Regions from separate parts of the Mus musculus genome. Here region 2 is linked to region 1. The links are chromatin contacts, called in public HiChIP or PLAC-seq maps. All regions are on one chromosome and are shown on one strand. The core of a region is the stretch at or near the end of the contact, and the rest is flanking DNA. Distances in the headings are between cores, read along the strand shown.

The links. HiChIP or PLAC-seq counts read pairs in DNA pulled down with a chosen protein or histone mark.
Region 2: a contact with region 1 is called in an H3K27ac HiChIP or PLAC-seq map of embryonic stem cells, with 2.8 times the contacts expected there. The contact joins the promoter of Tfr2 here to the promoter of Slc12a9 in region 1. A contact is called at or near these places in 6 of 39 promoter capture datasets (the 3T3-L1 cell line, the HPC-7 cell line, cranial neural crest and 3 more), 2 of 115 datasets of contacts at active chromatin or transcription factors (bone marrow-derived macrophages and embryonic stem cells) and 1 of 9 other capture datasets (adipose tissue).

What each region holds. Positions count from the first base shown.
Region 1 is chr5:137,328,466-137,335,002 of GRCm38.p6, forward strand. It overlaps Slc12a9 (solute carrier family 12 (potassium/chloride transporters), member 9), which reads right to left and starts at 5,117. Exons shown (of 14, transcript NM_031406.3): 1 at 4,983-5,117; 2 at 3,991-4,213; 3 at 3,661-3,795; 4 at 2,478-2,609; 5 at 1-280. The coding sequence starts at 4,171.
Region 2 is chr5:137,567,728-137,574,818 of GRCm38.p6, forward strand. Tfr2 (transferrin receptor 2) reads left to right here and starts at 2,113. Exons shown (of 20, transcript NM_015799.4): 1 at 2,113-2,207; 2 at 2,345-2,391; 3 at 3,261-3,314; 4 at 3,550-3,796; 5 at 3,887-4,064; 6 at 6,660-6,800; 7 at 6,881-6,992; 8 at 7,087-7,091. The coding sequence starts at 3,282. Actl6b (actin-like 6B) reads left to right here. Exons shown (of 14, transcript NM_031404.5): 14 at 1,579-1,853. The coding sequence ends at 1,659.

The DNA of each region.
Region 1 (6,537 bases), core at 3,867-6,366:
TTGAACCCAGTGAAGTGGCCATGCCGGTGTGGCACGGAGGAAGCATTGGTGCCCGGTCGAGGAGCTAACGGGATGTTCCTGGGTCCCACTGCCACAAAACTGACCAGCACGGAGGCCAGGGAGCCAGAAACCAGCAGGAATGTAAGAAAGGAGGCTCGGGCATAGAGCCCAGCTCCCAAAGTGCACACACCACCCACGAGGCCCAGCAGAAGGGAGCCATAGAGCAGATTCCAGCCATAACCCTGGGGTAGAACCTGGATCCCACTGGAGCCTGTGGCATCTGGAGAGAGACAGGATTGAGTTAAGAGGTGTGGGCCCTAAGGAGATACCCAGCCCCAGCTATGATCTCTCCATCCACCTGTTTCTAGAGACCTCATTAACCTACATTGCTTTTCAGGATAATCCCAGCATCTTTGCTCTCCCTGGTGAGGACCACTTGCTATGGAAATTTACAGACCATCAGGCTGGTCTCTCTGACTAGAACCAGGCATGTCCAATCTTTTGACTTTGCAACATGACATTGTCATTGACAAATCCTGCTTCCCATAGAGAACTTCCCAAAGTACAAAAAAACAAAAAAAAAAATTTTTTTTTTAAAAAATCTCAGAAAAAGACAGCAAGATGCCTCGGGAGACAACGCACCTGCTGCCCAGTCTGACAAACTGAGTTCAACGCTCAGAACCCTCACGGGAGAAGAAAAAAAAAAGCAATTCTTTTTTATTTATTTATTTATTTTTTTTTTTTAAAAAGACTTCTTTATTATTATATCTAAGTACATTTTAGCTGTCTTCAGACACCCAGAAGAGGGCATCAGATCTCATTATGGATGGTTGTGAGCCACCATGTGGTTGCTGGGATTTGAACTCAGGACCTTTGGAAGAACAGTCAGTGCTCTTAACCTCTGAGCCATCTCTCCAGCCCAAAAAAAAAAAAGCAATTCTTATAAGTGGTCTTCTGACCTCCACAGGAAGGCTATAGTATACACACACACACACACACACACACACACACACACACAGAGAGAGAGAGAGAGAGAGAGAGAGAGTATGTGTGTTTGTGTGTGTGTGTGTGTGTGTTTGTACCTGTAGTTGGTAGAGGGCTTACTTAGCATACATAAAGGCCTGGGTTTCGTTCCCAGCATCCACATAAAACCAGTCTCAGTGGCACATGCCTGCAATCTAACTATTGGAAGATGTCGACAGAAGAGTCAGAAGTCCATCGTTATCTTCAGGATACATGAGCCTTTTCCCTTTCCTTTCCTTTCCTTCTTTCTTTTTTCTTTTCTTTTCTTTCTTTTTTTTTGTCTCATTATGTAGCTCTAGCTGTTTTGGAACTCACTGCGTAGACCAGGCTGGTCTCAAGCTCACCAAGATTCGCCTCTCTCTGCCTCCCGAGTACTGAGATGAAAGGTGCGCGCTACCCCACCTGGCAGAAGACCCACTTCTATTTGGGATCTTGGAGGTGAGGAAATAAAACTTTAATCTGGACCACACTTTCCGCTGGCAGCCTATATGAAGGACATGGATGAAGGATGCTCTTTCTTCGCCTGCTTGTTCTCATCCTCACTAGCAAATCCACTCCTTCACTGGCAGTAGAGCCTACTTCTTCAGGATTCCGGTTTATACAGAAGACCAGCTGAGACACCCAGCCTCGCAGACCAAACAACTCCTGGATTCTTAGACCTTCCACTCATAGGCAGCCATTGTTGGACTATCTGAAGCACAGCCTGTAAGTCATTCTAATTAAATCCCCATACATGCATGCATGCGTGCGTGCGTGTGTGTGCGCGTGTGTGTGTGTACATATGTACACATGCCTCCAAAGGCATGCACCACCATGCCCAGCTTAGGAGTTATTTCTTACTTTTCTTTAACAAACCAGTGCTCAAAAACATAAGCAAGACAGCTCAGTGGGTAAACCTCGTTTGTTCACCCCAAAACCTCAGTCCCCCAAAACAGCATAAAGGAGAAAACTGACTGCACAAGATTATCCCATGACCTCCACACTCAACCACAATACAGTGCACAATAAGCATTGTACACACAGCAATAAAAAAATAATGTCTATTTACAAATAAATAAACAAAGGAAAAGTGATAAGGGAAGATAGCCAACATTGACCTTTGGCCTCTACCGAGGCATACTCAACCAGGCTCACCTACACATGCACATACACACAACACACATGTACACTCCATATACTGCCCCCCCCCAAAAAAAAACAGAAAGAAAAGAAAACACATCTAAACAAGAACCTAACGTTTGAAGCAAGCTTAAAATTTTGTGTTGGGAGCATTCATTGCTATCCTTGGCCACATGTGGCCAGAGCACTACAGGTTGGACATGCCTGGGGACAGTAAGTTCCCTGGGGGCAGAGACAAGCACTGGGTTGCCCATGTGCATCTTGGGAGACATGACTCCACAATCCCAGATTCTGAGAAGCCCAGCACCCCCCACCAGCTTGGGGAGAGCACAGACCAGCCCCGAAGACGTCCAGTATAGACTCCACCAGTCCCAGCAGGGATACGGCACAGCCACAGACGTTAGCCAGGTAGAACATGAGGCCAATGCTGCCACCAACCTCCGGCCCCAGAGTCCTGCTGATCATGACTAAAAGTGGAAGCAGGAGATTGAGCGTTAAGGGAAAAGAAACTGAAATAGAGGAAGGGGCCCTAAGCCAACCTCCCAGCTGCCTCACATCCAGGTTTCCTGTAAGCATCAGCTCAGCTGCCAGCAATGCTGTGCCTATGTCCTAATCTCTGCATAAATCCTAAGAATGCACAGCTTTCCCCATTTCCCCGCTAGGATACATGAGCCCATTTGTCAGGCAAGCCCTCTACCCTGAGCGCCTCCCTTGCTCTCTTTTTACTCTTTATTTTGTTTGTTTTTTAATTTTTAAAAAAAAAAAAAAGAATTCATTTCATGTACATTGGTGTTTTGCTTGCATGTGTGTCTGTGTGAGGGTGACCGGAGCATCTGGAACTGGAGTTATAGACAGTTGTGAGCTGCCACATGGGTGCTGGGAATCAAACCCGGGCCCTCTGGAAGAGCAGCCAGTACACTTAACCCCTGACCCATCTCTCCAGCCACCACTTTGTGTGTTTTTGATACAAGGTCTCAAGTAGCCCTGGTGGCTTCCAACTCACTATGGGTTGGATGACCCAGAACTCCTCAGCATTAGAGGCATGGTTCATCATGTCCCTCTCTTTATTTTTTTATTTTGCCCAGGCTGGTCTCAAATTCATTCTGTAACCCAGGGTACTCTTGGGATTTTCATCCTCCTGCCTCCATCTCCCAGGTACCCAGGGTGAGAGGCCTGCATTTCCATGCCTGGTATCACTTTCCTCATCTGTACAATGACTATCAGTGAGCAATTTTTTGTGGTTGTTGTTGTTAGAGGGGGAGAAGGACTGGGGATCGAACCCATGCATGCTAGGCAAGCACTCTACCCCTGAGCTACATACACACTCTGTGCTTAAAAAACGCTAACTGCTAACAGTGTTAGGAGACCAGGCATGAAGATAAGAGTGCTGGTCACCTTTACTGGCTATATTCATTAACATTTGGCCTATTTTCAGACAGAAGATATTGGCCCCTTTCCCCTCCTGAACCTTGGAGGACAGAAATACCCAGACCCCAGTCCATCTAGGTTGGAGGATACAGTAGGCTCCGCCCCCTCTCACAGCTCCATTGGTGGCAATGGCACACACTGAGAGGACTGTTAGTGCCAGAATGATGTAGGCAACCAGTAGCATCGCCAAGGCCTGCAACAGCCCAGCGTGGCCCACCACGAACCCTGCACAGGGGGAGAAAAGCAGGTCACAAGGGATGCTTATATACCTCTCCCCCTTCCCCCCATCCCACTGGCCAGCACAGTCCCACAGCAGAGCCACACACAAGGCCTCAAGGGGCCTTACCCTCCATCTGACCACATGTACTAGGGTCCATCCCTAGCCTTAGCCCCTTCCCAATAATTCCCTCCTCTACTCACCAATCCTCAGAAACACGACTATGCTAAACATGGACAGAACCGTGGGCACCACCACACCCAGGAAGGTGGAGAGCTTGCGGGATGATGGCACTCCAGATACTCCAGCTCCATTGGGAGGGAAGGCAGCCCCCTCTTCCCCCAGAAGCCGGTAGGCCAAAAGAGGGGAGCTCTCGCTGGCCATTGCTGAACGCCAGCAGAGGAAGCCACAAAAGGGCTAGGAGACCTGTAAAAAGAGGTTTTAGTGGCTGGATAGCAATACCACAGACCCTCTCTCCCTAAACAAAACCCTAATTAAACACTCAGTTTCCTCAAAAGGAGAGTTGCAAAGGATACACACACACACACACACACACACACACACACACAGGGCACAGAAACTCAAAACTGTCCCAGCAACTTCCCCACTCTCGGACCCTGGTGTTTAAATAATCAGGGTCCCTTTCAGTTCTTAGGGACCGTGTCATCCTCCGTGCCTCTGAAACTAGGGGTAGCAGTGAGTCTGCGAAAGGGACACAGATCCCCTTGTCAAATAGGTCTCGCCTTAATTGGCAACAAGAGGGGAAGAAGATCTCCTCAAAGGGAAGTTAGCTATTACCAGTAAACACCTCCTCCCAAGTCCTATGCTGCTCCTGTCGAGTACCCTCAATACAGCACCTCACACATGGGCAATAAGAAACTTTCAAAGCTCTCAAAGCTCCACCTTGTATCACCCCTGTCCCTCAACCCATCTCAATCCTGACCAGATTTTTCTAATCTCTACAATGAGCCCTCCAAACTCTATCAATCCAAACAGAGCCATCAATTGTCCAAACACAAATGCAGGCAGCCTAGCATCAGCCACACAGGATCCCCAGGGTCCTCCTCCCCCACCCACCCGCTCTTGTCCACTTGCTTCAGTAACTGGATGCCTGGGGGGGGGCGGGGGGGACAGGCATCTGGCTCCAGCCGGCCAAGTGCACCCTGCATCTGGGTGCCGCAGGGTGCTCACTCACCACCTAGGAATGAAGCTGCTCCGGTGTGATCCCAGCGCGCCTGTGGGGCTCCGCTATAAACCGAGGGGGCGAGGGAGCCGGAAAAAGCAAGCGGGCTACCGGGATGTCAGGCCCGGAGCCTGCCCTCCCCAGCAAGGCGTCCCATTGGTCCCGATTCAAGCCCCGCCTCAAAGGTGTGGTCTACACTCAAGCCCCGCCCACACTCTCGTACGCTGCCTTGCAAGCCAAACCGTTCCACGTGCGTCTCGGGTGTCTTTTGCAAGGTAGTGGGTCACGATCCTCAGAGCCCCCCGTTGCCAGGATGCTAGCAGATGCCCATGGTGAGGGTCTGACTGCACTCCGAGCTCCAGGACGCCCCCAGGAATATCTGAAAGGGGCGCGTGGCGACTGCGGAAAAGTGGAGTGGGCGGAACCGCGGCACCTGACTCAGGTACACACCTGGGAACTGAGAGCGACGTCGGTCGGCGCCTGCCGGAGTCGTACTATTTCAGCTTCTCGGGAGACCCAGAGTGCCTCGGGCTTCCAGCCTGGTCCCTTTCACATTCAGAGGAGACCCCCTCCTCGTCCAGTTTCAGCTCGCAGGCTGCGCTCTTCTCTTCGGCCACGGGAGGGAGCCGTGATCCTCCATCCCGACTCAGGTCCGGGTAAATAAGCAGGTAACCCTGCTTGCTTTTGTGCCTAAGATCCTGTAACTGTGAGCTGGGCAGTGGTGGCGCATGCCTTTAATCCCAGCACTTGGGAGGCAGAAGCAGGCGGATTTCTGAGTTCAAGGCCAGCCTGGTCTACAGAGTGCGTTCCAGGACAGCCAGGGCTACAGAGAAACCCTGTCTCGAAAAAAGAAAAAAAAAATCCTTTATCTGTGACCCCAAAACTCCAACTTCAACCCTTACAGGTCTTACCAACGACGCTTCCTCATCTATAAAACGGGACTTAAAAAAGACATCCCTTCAAGGAGAGCAGTTGAGAGATGAACTAACCGTGTATACTCGCAGGGGGCATGGGTGGGGGCGCTCTTTATGTAGACCGGGCTAGCCCCATTTCAATACATAGCTGAAGAAGACTTCGTGTTTCTGATCCTCCTGCCTATACCTCCCATGTGTTGGGATTACAGATAAGTAACAGCACAGCCTGATGCAAATATTTATTTTCCTAAAAGAGCACTGCCCCCACCCACCCCGAGATTAAACACAGAGCCTCAAGCACACTAAGTGATGCTATAGTACATACGAAGCCTTAACATATTGACTCTTTAGTCCAATACATACATATTCATTTTTCCCCTCACACGGTATTGTATTAAATATGCATAACCATTCTGTGAGTGCACGTTCTACTACTGTGGTTGTATTAGATTAGGGAACTGAAGATGGGAAGCTTTTTTTCTTTAGATTTTTTTTTTAAATGTGAGTATTTTGTCTCATGTATGTATGTGTACCACGTGCGTGCCTAGTGGCCATAAAGGTTAGAAGGGGTGCTGGATCCCATGGGAGTATAGGTACGGATGATTGTCAACCACCATGTAGGTGATGGGAACGGAATCTGGGTACTCTGCAAG
Region 2 (7,091 bases), core at 863-3,362, 240 kb after region 1:
GCACTTTACTTACCTAACCCCAAGCTCTTTAAAACAAAATGTTTTTGGAGCAAGTGCAGCCAGTGAATGCTCTCTAAAGACTGAGGACTTCTTCAGGAGAAAGGCTGGTGAGGGTATGGTTATGGTAAGGCAGCCATAGTCATCGAGGAGTAAAGGGGACACCCTGGAATTTGGGATAGAACGGTGGTCCAATGGTAAGGGGTGCGACATGAGTCTTCCCGCGATCAAGGGGACTGTGCAGAGGAGGCTAAGGCAGAGCCTGCGAGCCCCAGGGATGTGTTTATCTCTCTGGAGCTGGGGATCCAAGTGCATACTATCACACCCAGATTTTTGATGTGGGTTCGGGGGATGGGATTCATGTTTTCAGCTACCCAGAATTCATGGCCAACCTGTGTTTCATGTGAGCCTGTTAAAAGAAAGAGGGGGAGCTGTGGGAAGGGAACAGAAGGGGAAGGGGGAAAGAAAAAAGAAGGGAAGAGGAAGGGAGAGGAGGGGAATGGGAGGGAGAGAAGGGGAAAGGGAGGGGAGGGGAGGGGAGGAGAGAAAACCAAAAGAGATGAGGTTTGGGCAAAGCCTGCTGGGAGCTGATGATGTCAGTTATGGGATCATAGGGAGTTTAAGGTCAAGGGTATTCAGGAGGAAGTAACCAAGACACAGCTGGGTATCTGAGTCGGGAACAAGAGATTGGAGAGTGGCAGGGACAAATGAGGTCACCCAGGAAGGCTGCTCTGTGAGCCAGAGACACCAACCTTCACATGGGGGCTGAGCAGCTATCCATGAAAAAAGACGGTTGGAAGGTCCCGGAAAAAAGCAGCAGGGGAGAGTAGCAGTGAGGTGCCCGGTGGTGTCAGAACGGTGATGGTGGCGCTGGCTGGGGTGGGAGGTGTATGTCCAGCTACTCTGGATGTGGAGGCCGTAAGATCACAAGGTCAAGGTCAGCCTGGGCCATTGGTTGAGACCCTTTGCCAAAATAAAAGGCAAATAAATACAAGGGCTGAAAAGATGGCTCAGTAGGCAAAGCACTTGCTGCACAAGGCATGAGGACCCAAGTTCAGATCCGCAGAACCCAACTTGTAAGGAGAACATTTGTCTGTAATCCCAGGCCTCTTCTTACAAAATGGGAGGAGACAGGCGAAGCCCCAGAAGCTCAAGGCTGGCTAGCCTCTCTACAGAGTGACAAACCTGTATGGTTTGGTAAACCCTGCCCTTTGTACTCCGTGTGTACATGTTAGCTCAACCATCACACACAAACACAGGCACAAATACAACACACATGCACAAAACATGTTTAATCTCAAGTAAGGGGCTGGGGGCGTGGCTCAGTGGTAGACCCCCCCTGCCTAGAATCCCCCAGGGAGGAGCTGGGGGCGTGGCTCAGTGGTAGAGCCTCTGCCTAGAATCCCCCAGGGAGGAGCTGGGGGCGTGGCTCAGTGGTAGAGCAGCCTAAAATCTCCCGGAAGGGGGGGGGCGGGGGGAGGATACAGGTGAGAAATGCATGAAGGCAAGTAGAAAGCCGAGGTGTGGTGGTGTAGAGAGGTGTGGGGTGACGCCTGACAGCTGATGTTGCCCTTTTCTCAGGGCACATTCCAGCAGATGTGGATCTCCAAACAGGAATACGAGGAGGGAGGGAAGCAGTGCGTGGAGCGGAAGTGCCCCTGAAGTTGCCCCCCTCCCCCAAATACCCGTCCACCCCATCCACGGAGAAACGCCAGAGGGGCGTTCTACCAGCCAGAAATCCAAAAGCGCTGAACTCTCCCTTTCCCATTACCCTCTTCTCTCTTACCCACATCTTCTTAGACTGTGATGTTCCTGAGTTGAAAGAAGAAAAAAAAAAAAGAACTTTTATGAAAATCAAGTGTTTGACTTCTTTGGGGGAGAATGGGGGCGTGGGGATCTGGTGAGATGCCAGAGAGAGACACACCTACATTCGTGCTACTCTGGGGCACGAATTTCTTAGGTTTTAGTGGGGTCAGGACTCTGGAAGGACCAGGAAGAGTCTGTACTGAGCTGGTTGTTGGTTCAGGGCTGCTCCAGAAAAGGACGTGCGGGGGCGGAGTCCTCTGGGGCGGGGCCTGGGGGCGTGCTCTAGTGGGTGTGGCCTCAGTAGGCTTTGAGTCTCCTGGGAGCATGGTCCAAGAAACCCAGAGACCTGTTGCTGAGCTGAACTTGGCTGCTGTGTCTTCCCACTCAGGACTCGGCTTTGACAGGCACGAGGCAGGGACTGGGGTACTGGTGAGCCCCTACCTCTCAGATCTTTCTGGACCTGGGTAGGACCCGCAGTTTCCCAGGGGAAACCTGGACCAGAAGTAAGGGTGAGGTGGACCCTGAACTTTCCCATTCACAGCTGCAGGTCCTGGTGTCTTCGTCGCGGCTTGGATTTCAAACTGGAGGGTAAACTGCGGTTATGGCCCTTCATCAAAATTTTAGAGTCGTAGACCCCGAAGGAGAAACACTTAAGTCCTTTAGTGATCCAAGGGGTGCTGGGGAGGACTGTGGCTTGGCCAAGACCTTTTCTGCCCCCCTAACGGTGAGGTGGAAACCCATAGTTTCCTGACTCCAAGACCCACTCGTCGGTTTCTTTTGACCTCTTTACCTCATTCCTAACACTTCCTCCCCAGCAACCAAGCAGATTCCAGACAGACAGACAGACAGACAGCTTTGTGGTCAGATTAAACCACCAAGTCACCCCACTGAGATACCGCTGTTTGGAATCTGAGACAGGGGTTGGGGCAGGAAGACCGGCTAACGGGTTATTTGGAAGGCTGTGTGCTGGGAAAACCTAGCAACCAGACCCAAGAGGTGGGAAGGGGCAGACGTTTTCATGGTGAAACTTCCAAGGGGGCTGGGGACTTTCCCCAAGGACACCCTGAGAGAGTGAAATCAGGGAAAAGGAGGGATTTACCTATATCTCCCCTCCCCCCTCACGTTAAGCCCCCCCATCCCCCAACCTGTGACGGGAACCAAGTTGGCCAAAGTCTGCTCTGAGGTTTAAAAAAAAAAAAATTGATTGTTTTGCAGTCTGCCCGCAACAGTGGGGTTTGTGGAAAGATTGGTGAGAGAAGGCACTGCCCCTTGCGGTCTAGCATGAACCAGGGGGAATGTCTAGAAGGCTGGACTGAGGCCAGACTGTGCCCCCACCCTTATGGGGAATGAGAAACGGCCTAGGTTCAGGCTGCCTGTCAGGGCTGATAAGGGGCCCTCTAGGGCTCCCACAAACGGTTTATCGGGGTTTTGTGTGTGTGTGTGTGGACTACTTGCAGAGTTCAGGAGGGGGCACAAGCATGGAGCAACGTTGGGGTCTACTTCGGAGAGTGGTAAGACCACGGGGGTGCGGAGTTGTGGTTACACACATTAGGTCTTCCTTCGTGTCCCTTAGGCAACTCCCTAATGCATAAGGTTGGCCCCACTGGTCCTCCTTGGGTCCCTCCTCTCCAGCCTCCAGAGCTCCCTTCCTCCTGGCCGGAGTCAGTGACACCATTCTTGCCTAACCCTCAGCCAACTCTTAGGCCCCCTCCCGTAATCTCATGCCTACCTCACCCCTCCACTCAGCAACAGTGGTCCCCAAGACCCTCTCAGACCATCTACAGACGCGTGGAAGGCCCTCAGCTGGAGCACCTGGAGGAGGAAGACAGGGAGGAAGGGGCGGAGCTTCCTGCCCAGTTCTGCCCCATGGAACTCAAAGGCCCTGAGCACTTAGGCTCCTGTCCCGGGAGGTCAATTCCCATACCCTGGGCTGCAGCAGGTCGAAAGGCTGCCCCCTATCTGGTCCTGATCACCCTGCTAATCTTCACTGGGGGTGAGTCTTCCCTCCCTCCTCCTGGGCTGGGGGCATTTCTGGGGTCTAGTAGAAGAGAGCACAAGAGAACCCCATCTTCCCACCTGCCAGCCTTCCTCCTAGGCTACGTGGCCTTTCGAGGGTCCTGCCAGGCGTGTGGGGACTCCGTGTTGGTGGTCGATGAAGATGTCAACCCTGAGGACTCCGGCCGGACCACGTTGTACTGGAGCGACCTCCAGGCCATGTTTCTCCGGTTCCTTGGGGAGGGGCGCATGGAAGACACCATCAGGTAAGATCACAGCCTGGCTGCTGCGTGGTCCAGTGTCCAGTCATCAGCTCAGACTGGAGGAGCCCCATCACTTCACGTGTTGCCCAAAGTCCTTTCTTGGGTCTTCCCACGAGCCTCTCTGGCCTCCCTGCTCAGCGGTCCTTGGAAGGATGGCAGACACCAGGAGCTCAGTATCCAAAGGCCAAAGACATCACAGATGGTTTATTTAGGAGATAGGTAGCTGGGTGGATGAAGACAAGGGACCAGGGCCTGGTGGCACGTGTCTGTCATCCCAGCACGCAGGAGGATTAGGAATTTGAGGTCATCCTGGACTATGTATTAAATTGGAGGCTGGCCTAGGATGTATGAATCCCCATCTCAAAAGCAGAAATAATTTGTAAAGTTAAATGACATTTTAATTTTATGTTATGTAACGAACAGGTAATGAAGAATGGGTATGAGAAAAAAAAATTAATATTTTTTCAGCATGTACTGAGTCGACCACATGATTTTTTTTTCTCTTTGAGTTTTTTTTTTTTTTTTTTTTTTTTGAGACAGGGTTTCTCTGTATAGCCCTGGCTGTCCTGGAACTCACTTTGTAGACCAGGCTGGCCTCGAACTCAGAAATCCACCTGCCTCTGCCTTCCGAGTGCTGGGATTAAAGGTGTGTGCCACCACGCCCGGCTTGAGTTTCTTTTTTTAGTTATTTAGTTTTTATTGGAGTGTGGTGTTTGGATGCCACTGAGCATGTGTGATGGTCAGAGGACAGCTTGCAATGTGGCTGGTTTTCTCCATCTACCATGTGGGTCCCAGGAATTGAACTCAAGCCCTCATTCTTAACACTAAACACCATTTGCCTGCTGAGCCATCCCACTGCCCTTCTCCCAGATGTGGGCTTTGAACCTAGAGCCTTGAGTGCTGGTACTCGACTGATGAGCTACATCTCTAGCCCCTTACTGTTCTGTTTGATTTCATTTGTATAGGTTTTACCTTTTTGGGGATGAGGTCTTGTGATATAGCCCAGGCTGGCCTCAAGCTTGAGGTCCTCTGGCTTCAGCTTCCCAAGTGCTAGGATTATAGATTTATACCTGGGTTTTCCTCCTCTTCCTCCTCTTCTTCCTCCTTTTCTTTCTCCTCCTCTTCTTCTTCCTCTTCTGCACTTAGGATTGGAGTTTTGATACACCAATGGGAGTTTGATCAAAATAGATGGCTTTATTTCGCTAAAAAGACCTCCAATCTGAGGCTGGGGCTATAGCTTGGGGGACAGAGAACTCACCTCACGTGATCCCCTGTGTGGCATGAACTAAGTGTGCTGGCTCATGCCCATGATCCCAGCACCTGGGAAGTGAGAGCGTGAGGATCAGGAGTTCAAGGCCCTCCTCAGCTGCATCATGTCTTCCAGGACATATGAGACCTTGTCTGGCCCCCACCCCCACCCCAAACCTATGAGCTCCCTACTGCTGAATTTTCCCAAATTCCCATCCTCTACAATGTAGTAAGGAATTTTTGAAGAGACAATACATTGAAAACTCTGGAAATGTGGGATGACGGACGTCTATGTTTCAGTCCAAGAAAGACAGACAGACCTGCAGATACAGTGAGGATGAAGGGAGGAAACAAGAGCCTCAAAAGGTCTAGTTGGAAAGTGGGATTCAGAGCTGGCAAGATGGCTCAGCAGGTAAAGGGGATTGCTGCTAAGCCTGACAACCTGAGATCAGTCCCCAGGATCTCAGGGCGGGAGAAGAGAACCTGGTTCTAATTTCTCCTCTCATCTCCACATGCTCACGGTGCCATTTTTGGTATGTGTGAACATATGGGTCAGAGTACACACACACACACACACACACACACACACACACACACTAAATTAATATAAATTAAATAAAGTAAGGTGGGGTCCAGAACATTGAAGGATGTGCAGATAAACTTTTTCCTATCCATTGTGGACTTATGTGGGACTTAATACTTTGGCTGAGCCTGGTGGCAGACGCCTGTAATCCTAGTTATTTGGGAAGCTAAAACAGAGAATTTCTGTGCCTGTGCCTACCTGGATTTCAAGCGAGTCTGTGGCTAGCCTTGGCTATTCTGGATAGCCTTGTCTTAAAAATAGGACAGAAAAAAAAAAGTTGGTTTGCGGTACAGTGATTTCCCAGAATCTGAGAGAAGAGAATGAAGGAGGTAGAGAGGGAAAGGGGGAAGGGAGAAGGGAGGGAGGAGGGGAGGTAGAGCCAGGAGCTTCTCCATTCCAAGGCTGGAGGTCAGGAAACCCAAGAGTCTCATGGGAGATGTGGCCACCCAAGAAAGGCCAGGTCTCTGCCCAATGGAGAGCAGATTGCTTCCCCTGCAAATGTAACAGCCCATGAGAGGGCAGTACATGGCCGAGGTGTGAAGGCTAGTTTAGGTGACAGGCCCTTGCTGGGAGATGACAATGGAAGCTGACCAGATTCCACCTCCCAAGTACTTTCACCTGAATTTGAGGCTAGCCTGGTATACATGAGATGCCACCCCAGGCCTGCATTTACCATCTCGGTCTTTTCGGGGGTTTTTTCCCCACTTGTGCGGGAGGGAATGTAGGAATCCCTTTCCTGGCCCCTAGTGTGATTTCTCTCTGCCCAGGCTGACCAGCCTCCGGGAACGCGTGGCTGGCTCAGCCAGAATGGCCACCCTGGTCCAAGATATCCTCGATAAGCTCTCGCGCCAGAAGCTGGACCACGTGTGGACTGACACGCACTACGTGGGACTTCAGTTCCCAGATCCGTGAGTCTGGGGATGTGACAAGGGGGCATATTATGCATGGGATTGCACAGCCAGGAATGCTCACTCTCAGCCATCCTCAGGGCTCACGCTAACACCCTGCACTGGGTGGATGCAGACGGGAGCGTCCAGGAGCAGCTACCGCTGGAGGATCCGGAAGTCTACTGTCCCTACAGCGCCACCGGCAACGCCACGGTGAGGTTCCCGGGATGGGGAGCCCATCACGTCCTCATCGGGTAGCCGAGTTGGGATACGGGCAGCGAGGCCTCACCAATCCCCGCGTTCCCAGGGCAA